Linked DNA regions of Macaca mulatta: region 2 is linked to region 1. Evidence: chromatin contacts called from public Hi-C data. All regions are on one chromosome and are shown on one strand. The core of a region is the stretch at or near the end of the contact, and the rest is flanking DNA. Distances in the headings are between cores, read along the strand shown. Region 1 holds the start of DDX6 (DEAD-box helicase 6). Region 2 holds the start of UPK2 (uroplakin 2).

Region 1 (3,984 bases), core at 490-2,989:
GAAGCAGGGCTTCTTATGTGATTGGTGTGAGGAGCACATTTGGCTTTCTCTGATTGGCCCAGAGCTGGAAGCAGGGGCAAGAAATAGGGAAGCGGCCAGCTAAAGATCAAGTCCTGACCATTCTGGGCAGATTACTGCAGAGGTCATGGGTAGGAGGTCATGGATAGGTTTGGCCATTCTTTGTATACTCAAGTCTCTCAATTGGGCGAGACCCAGATATTGTTTCGCTTGACCTAGTTAGCTTTTAACTCCAAAGTTTTGTTTAACTTGGAAGAAGACAGCAGTTCTATTATTTCTGTCAAGGATAAACAGAGACATTGGGATCTGAAAAGTAATTATGGAAAGATAAATAAATATCTTTATAGTGAGGGTCAGCCAGGAGGAATCACCCTCTGCCTTCAGGTTCTCCATTTCCTTACTGAATTCCTACTTCCATTATAACGGACGATTCAGTAGCTTCCCTCCCTTTGGGGGAGGGCCCGGCCTCCTCCGCTCCCACTTTCTTGAGTTCTTGAGTCTTGCCCTTCGACGGCAGGAGAAGAGGGTTGCGCCCTATCAACTCCTCACTTTACAGTCCAGCTTCTCCCCCCACCACTCCGGTGAGCTACCCCTGCTCCATGCGTTCCGGAGTAATCCCCCTCAGTCGCACTCTCACAGCCCGGCCCCTGCCCCCACCTCATCCCCAGCTGTGCCTTCACCTCCCGGTTCCTCCCCAACAGGTCCCCCAAGATACGCCCTCACAGTCCGGTCCCCCGCCGTCCTCTCCCGGCGCACGCTCAAGCCCGGTGCCTTCCCCCCGCGGCCCCCCGAGGCGCACCCTCAAGCTCGGTGCCTTTGCCCCACCCGGCCCCACAGGGGCGCCCTCAAGCCTAGTACACTTCACATGAGAGCCCCTGGGGCGCACCCTCAAGCTCGGTGTACCCCCCCATACAACCCGCAGGCGCGCCCTCTTGCCTGGAGCCTTCCCCCGCCCAGGCACACCCTCAAGCCCGGTGCCTGCCCCCACCCCCAACCAGCCCCCCAGGCGCACTTTCAAGCCCGGAGCCTTCCCCTAGCCAGGCGCGCCCTACTGGCCCGCCCTGCCCCTCCGCGAAGCGCCCCCCGCGCGCTCCCTGGAGTCCTCCCTCCTGCCTGTCGCGGCCTCCAGGCCCGGTCGGCCCCCCTTCCGGCCCCCACACTCAGACGCGTGCCCCGCGTCTCCGGGCCGCTAGTCCCGCGCCTTCCTGGATGGACGCGGCCCCTTACGCCCGGCATCAGCCTCCCCGGCTAGCACGAGAAGTCAGGTCAGCTTCCTGTCCCCAAGCAGCTGCCCGGGGGCCAGTTTTCAAAACATAGCCTTAGACATGTAATAAAGAGATGCTCCTCTGGTCTCAACTCCCTATTTTTACTTTGGAGGGGCGAAGGCAGGGCTACCCTTGCCAGCCACCATTCCCCAATCACTTCGCAGCTGTGGAAAAGCAGCCGTCCTGTCCCTTCAGAAAGGAACTCATATTTCCCCCTCGAACTTTTCTCGTCGGTGTGAGAGAAGGGCCCTCCATTTTCTCCTCAGGAGGCTTTTGCGGCCCGGCTTCCTCTCACCACCAGGCCGGGAAGGCAGTGACGCCGCGGCGGATGTAGCCGCGGCGGCCGAGGTTTCGCCATCTTGAGTGGAGGAGGAGCCGCGGTCGCCGCCATGCGGAGAGGCAGGGAAAGAGGGAGGAGGCGGCGGGCAGGCGAACGGGCGAGCGAGGGAGGGGACAGAGGAGCCGAGTTAGCTCAGCCCGGCGGCGACTTCGGCGGCGCCACGAGAGCGGGCAGCGGAGGAGGTAGGGCTGGACGGCCGGGGGAGCCGGCGGCGCGGGCGGCTGGGCTGCGCGCCCCTCGGAGCCGGGTGGGGGCGGGGGCGGGAGGAGGCCGTAGCGAGGGGGCCGAGTGGGGGCGGGCGGAGGTTTCCGAGGAGGAAGGAGCGGCCGCCATTTTGGGAGCTTCGAGTCAACAATAAAGGACCGAGGGTGCCGAGCGGGAGTGGCCTCCTTGGTAGGACACGGGCCCGAGCCGCGAGGCCTGGGGTGAGGTGGTGGGGTCGAGGTCAGCGGCGCTGTGGGGGCTGCGGGGAGTCTCCCGGGCCGGCTCTGGGGGACTCTCTTGGGCGGAGGCCTAAGGCCTGGCCGGGCCTGGGGAGGAAGGCGGGCGGCAGCTGTGTGGGGTGGGGGCGCCTGAGAGGAGGCGAATATAGGAATGTGGTGCGCGGCAGGGTCGGCAGGAGGAGCAGGCTAAGTACTCGGAGGAGCTTTATCGAAGATGAGGGAATATGAGGCCGAAGGGGGCGGCAAGGACTTAGGGGGATGATGGTGGAGGTTATAGGGTACGAGGCGGCCCTATAGGGGGCGGCAGGGACATGCTGTATTGGAAGGCTCGGTTTAGAAGCGAACTGACCGCTGCTTGATTGCGGTAGGCCTTGCAGGTCAATAACAAGAGGGTGTATATGGAGCCCCAGACTCTTGGAGGAAAGGAGGGGGATTTCTGGGTTGGGGGGTCCCTTTGGGGCCTTCTTGGGGGAGTCCCTATTGTTTGCTACTGATGGAGCTGGTTGCCGGTTCATATTGCGCAGATAGGATTGCAGAGCCCAACCTTTTGTGTTTATGGTCAGAGGGAGCTGACTTGACGTGTGTGTGTTTGGGGCGAGGGGCAGCAGGGGGGAGGGCAAGAAATTTCCCTACAATTGTGGGGCTCCAGTCATTGACTTGTCTCTTTCCCTTATCTCTTTCTTTTCCCTTCCACAGCCCCCCTTTCCCTTCAGAATAAAACCCAGTCACTCCAACTTGCAGGCAAAGCTTAGAAAAACTGCGCTGCATTTGCAAACAAAAGCTCTTGTTGGCGATGACGATACTGTTTTGGGTGTGAAACTGTCAATTGCTAACTATGATCTGAGAAGTGCTGTAATTAACTCCGCTAGGGGCTCCTCCCAACTAGTCTACGTTTCTAGTCTGTTTCTCGTTTTTTTGTGTTTTGTTTTGTTTTGAAAATGGAGAAAGATAACTTGAAAATATAAATTGGGAAGGAATAGGAGGAATATTTCCTTCTCTGAGACAAAGCTGCAGTGCAGGTTTCAGTTTAAGGGAGCAGTTATCACATAGTCTCATTTTGGATTTAAGGATATAGGTCTTACTGTGCATGATGGACAGTAATGATGATATCGTTCGGTCTTTAGAGGTTGCCCTTTTCATCCTCTTAGTGCTCTGCAAACAGCTAAGTCTCTGTGTGAACTGCGTGATGTCGCTGATCATAATATAAACCCGTCAATACAGGAAAGTAGCTGTTAACCATATCTGCTTAAGATGTCAGAAGGACTTTAAAGTAAACAACTTTGTGTATGTGATAATCAGGATTTGCTTGTGAGCAACTTGTTCTTTTTTTTTTTTTTTTTAAGGAAGGCATAATCAAGGAGCATTTTCTCATAAATTTTGAGATCTGTTGACTTTAAAATTTTGAGTTTCACATGCCTTGGTGTATGGCAGAAAGAATCAGCACTCGTAAGCTGTGTATTTTATGTAAGAAATGTGACGGGGTTGCTGGGTGCGGTGGCTCACGCATGTAATCCCAGCACCTTGGAGGCCAACCAAGGCAGGCGGATCAGCTGAGGTCAGGAGTTCGATACTAGCCTGGCCAACATGGCAAAACCCCGTCTCTCCTAAATATACAAAAAATTTAGCTGCGCGTGGTGGCGGGCGCCTGTAATCCCAGCTACTCTGGAAGCTGAGACAGGAGAATCGCTTGAACGCAGTAGGCGGCGGTTGCAGTGAGCCGAGATAGTGCCACTGCACTCCAACCTGCGTGACAGAGCGAGACTCCGCCTCAAAAACAAAAACAAAAAAGCCATGTAACGGGGTTAAATCAAAAGCCAACAGAGTAGGGCTTTGTTTTCGGGTCTTTGTATGTTTTTATTAACTACAATTAAGATTTCAGCCGGGCACGGTGGCTCTCGCCTGTAATCCTAGCACTTTG
Region 2 (4,228 bases), core at 941-3,440, 170 kb before region 1:
TTACGAGGGAGTGTGGACATTGGGATCTCTCTGCTAGACTCAGTGGCTGTTCCCTTCTTCACTAGGTAGGAAATGCTTTTGTGGTGGGTTTGGGAGAGAGTGGAGAACCCTCAGTGAGTATCTGGGACTTACAGGAAGAGGGACTCCAGCCTGGGCCATCTGCCCTCACAGCTGTGTCTCCCCAGTTTGCATTCCTCCACTAGAGGCCCAGCTTTCACCCCCTTTTGCTGTGCCCTCACTCTCTCCCCATGCCCACCAGATCTCCCCCACACTAGCTTCTCTTCCTGCAACCCCTTCCCTAGGTGCCCCAGGCTGGACCCGGTACCTACTAGTATTTTGTTCCTGGCACGAGGTTTGTCACCTGGTATGCACTGAGCCGAGTGACTGTGAAGCCAGCACCACTGTCCACCACACTCACCAGTTCCCTGCGCCCACGGCACGGAGGCACCACAAAACTGGACTTTACCACTGGGCAGAAGTGGGGGGAGGAGAAGGCTGGGTCAAGGTTCTCCTTGGAGGCCCCAAGGAGAAGGGGCAGCTTTTAGAGTACGGGTGCCCCAGGAGAGGGGTGGACAGGAAGGCATGAATGGGGAAAGGGGCACAGGGGGTGTCGCAGGAAGGGGTGGCAGGAAGGGGTAGCAGACCTTTGCTGTCATTGGCTCTCCGGACTGTCAGTGTGGCATTGCCTCCTGTGAGGTGACAGGGGGGCAAGGCAACCAGCAGGCTCTCCGTTAGTGCCGGGGACAGCAGACCAGAGAGGCTTGAGATGTTGAAGTCTGATGGGAGGCAGGAGGGAGCTCCAATGGGGATTGGCCCCCTCCTGGCCAACAGATCTGGCCCTGTCCCATTGGAGTCATCTCCCTTTCCACTCTGTGAACCCTGGGCAGAACAGCCAGGCCTGTGCCGGTATGACCACCAGGTGGCAGGCTTGGGCTGCAGAAGCTGCACCCTCCACAAAGCGGTCCCCAGAGCCAGATCCTGGATGCCAGGAGCCGGGCAGCGCCCAACCTCACCCCTACCTGCAGCCTTGGGGGATCCTTGCCCACACGTCTCTGCCTCCTAGGTCTGGAGGAGGATCAAGAGTGTACCCTGAGCCCAGTGTCTGATACCCAGTCACTGCCATCACCAGCTCTGACTCCCAACTGTCCAGACCTCTCTTTGAGAGCCCTGGAAGGTACAGTGCTCCCTGTCCAGGCCCCCAGCCCCCTTCCCACCCCTGCCAGAGATGGAAGAGACCTGCAGTCCCTGGGGACAGCACAGCCAGCAGAATCAGGATCAAGGGCAAGGTCTGGATGGGCAGCAGGGGTGCCATGCTGGGCTGGGAGGTAGAACAGGTGCTGGCAGGCTGGGGTTCCTGAGGCAAGTGAGGCCCTGCCCCTGGGATGGCTGATTTTGTCCTGGGGGTGGGAGGGGCCGGAGGGGAATCCAGTCCAACCTGCCCCTTGGGCCCTATGGCCTCAAAGGGGTAGGGGGAGCAGACAGGTTTTTCAGGATGGGGAGCTGGCCCTCAGGCCAGGAAGGGGGACGCCCTGGCTGGATCCTGGTGGCGTAGCCAGCTGCCGAGAGCTGGGTAACTAAGGTGGGGAAAGAAATCACCCCTTCTTCTGGGACTCCCGTGCGTAAGGCAGTGTTCCTGTGTGCACAGGCATCTGGAGCCTGTCCTGTCCCTGGGGGACTGCTCCCCCAGTGTGGTGGGTGTCTTTCCCCACCCCTCAGAAGGGTGATGAGTTTGGAAGTTGCCCCAGTATGTAGGAAGAGAATACTCCAAGGGGCTACTGAAAGGGCCTTGAGTGGGCAAAAATGGGAGAGAAACATTCTGGTGGGGAGGGGCAGCAGACCAAGGGTTTTAATTATTGGAGTGCACTGAGGCTCAGGTACTGCTGCTCTGGGAGAGGCAGGGGCTGTGGGGGCCAGGGAGCACATGCGGTTTCAGATTCCTCTGGAGGGTGGGGACGAAGGTGGCCATAGAAGACTTCTGGAGAGACCAGAGAGACAGATGTTGACCCGGCCAGCAGGGGTAGGGGGTGTGCACAGTCAGCCTTGGGCAGCAACCATTTGTTGAACTGAGAATGAAGGAAAGAGACCTCGTAAGAGAACAGGAAAAAGAGAGAGAACTTTCTGACTGCCTCCTCCAGCCCTGGGCTACGTCAGAGAGAAGCAGAGGAGTTCTGAGCAGAGGGAGAGGAGAGGAGTCAGGACTTCTTCTGGGCCCTGGGCAGGGGTTCTGTGTGCTCCGTTGTAGGCCTACAGCCATCCTGGGTGGTAGATGGTATTGACTTCCTTTTGTAGAAGTAGAACTGAGGCCAGGCACGGTGGCTCATGCCTGTAATCCCAACACTTTGGGAGGCCAAGGTGGGAGGATCACTCGAGGCCAGGAGCTCAAGACCAGCCTAGGCAACACAGAGAGACTGATCTCTATTAAAATAAAAAAGAGATCGGCCAGGCATGGTGGCTTATGCCTGTAATCCCAGCAGTTTGGGAGGCTGAGGTGGGCGGATCACCTGAGGTCAGGAGTTTGAGATCAGCCTGGCCAATATGGCGAAACCTCATCTCTACTAAAAATACAAAAACTAGCCTGGCGTGGTGGCGTGCGCCTGTAATCCCAGCTACTCAGGAGGCTGAGGCAGGAGAATCGCTTGAACCTGGGAGGTGGAGGTTGCAGTGAGCCGAGATTGTGCCACTGCGCTCCAGGCTGGGCAACTGAGTGAAACTCTGTCTCAGAAAATTGAGAGAGAGAGAGAAGTGGAAACTGAGACTCAGACACATAGAGTTACTTGTGGAAAGTGGAATACCTTGTCGGGAGAAGCTGTAGAACTTCCAGAAGCCTGAGAGCTGTACAGAGACTGTTGCTGTATAACCGTTTGCTCTATGAACTATTCTATCTTCCTCAGTCCCAGGGAAGGTTGGGGTCCTGGTAGGAATGTGAGGGAGGTTGTGTCCTTACCGCCAAGGTGGGAAGGGTAGGCTCAAAGTTTGGGGTGAGTGGAGAATGACAGTAAAGGAAGAACTCATGGGCCTAAGCAGAGAGTAGGAGGGTCTTAAGCCAGGGCTTCTCCAAATTTAATGTGTATATGAATTACCAGGGATCTTGTTAGGATGCAGCTTATCATGCAGTCATGTGATGGGTCTGGGGTGAAGCCTGAAATTCTGCATTTTTTTTTTTTTTTTTGAGACAGAGTCTCACTGTGTTGTCCAGGCTGGAGTGCAGTGGCGTGGTCTCAGCTCACTGCAACCTCCGCCTCCAGGGTTCAAACGATTCTTCTGCCTTAGCCTTCCGAGTAACTGGGATTATAGTCATGCACCACCACTCCCGGCTAATTTTGAATTTTTAGTAGAGACAGGGTTTCTCCATGTTGGTCAGGCTGATCTCAAACTCTTGACCTCAGATGATCCGCCCGCCTTGGCCAAGTGCTGGGATTACAGGCGTGAGCCACCGCGCCTGGCTGCATTTCTTTTCTTTTCTTTCTTTCCTTTTTTTTTTTTTTTTTTTGGAGACAGAATCTCTGTCATCCAAGCTGGAGTGCAGTGGTGCGATCTCAGCTCACTACAACCTCATCCTCCGGAGTAGCTGGGATTACAGGCGCCTGCCACCACACCTGGCTAATTTTTTTTTTAGACGAATTTCACTCTTGTTGCCTACGCTAGAGTGCAATGGTGCAATCTTGGCTCACTGTGACCTCCGCCTCCCAAGTTCAAACGATTCTCCTGCCTCAGCCTCCCGAGTAGCTGGGATTACAGGCTTGCGCCACCACGCCCAGCTAATTTTGTATTTTTAGTAGAGATGGGGTTTCTCCATGTTGGTCAGGCTGGTCTCGAACTCCTGACTTCAGGTGATCCACCAGCCTTGGCCTCCCAAAGTGATGGGATTATAGGCATGAGCCACTGTGCCCAGCCACACCCAGCTAATTTTTGTATTTTTAGTAGAGATGAGGTTTCACCATGTTGGCCAGGCCAGTCTCAAACTCCTGACCACAGGTGATCCACCCACCTTGGCCTCCCAGAGTGTTGGGATTACAGGCGTGAGCTACCGTTCCCAGTCAATTCTGCATTTCTAGTGACTTCCCGGTAACACTGATGATGCTGGTCTGATGATGTGGTCTCCAGGCCACACTTGGAGTTGCCAGCTGCTCTGTACTGGTAAACACCATCCCCACCCTCAACTGGATCCTCTTCCACGGACATCAGGGATCAGGGCAGGTGTTCCTTCCCAATCTGCCCGAACAGGCTG

The links. Hi-C and Micro-C count contacts between places; a contact is called where the count stands out from the background.
Region 2: a contact with region 1 is called in a Hi-C map of fetal cortex germinal zone, with 2.0 times the contacts expected there. The contact joins the promoter of UPK2 here to the promoter of DDX6 in region 1. A contact is called at or near these places in 2 of 14 Hi-C or Micro-C datasets (fetal cortex germinal zone and fetal cortical plate).

Annotation. Positions count from the first base shown.
Region 1 is chr14:119,471,226-119,475,209 of T2T-MMU8v2.0, reverse strand. It overlaps DDX6 (DEAD-box helicase 6), which reads left to right and starts at 1,739. Exons shown (of 14, transcript XM_015115880.3): 1 at 1,739-1,805.
Region 2 is chr14:119,640,970-119,645,197 of T2T-MMU8v2.0, reverse strand. UPK2 (uroplakin 2) reads right to left here and starts at 2,190. Exons shown (of 5, transcript XM_001095616.5): 1 at 1,237-2,190; 2 at 645-776; 3 at 330-468; 4 at 5-75. The coding sequence starts at 1,312.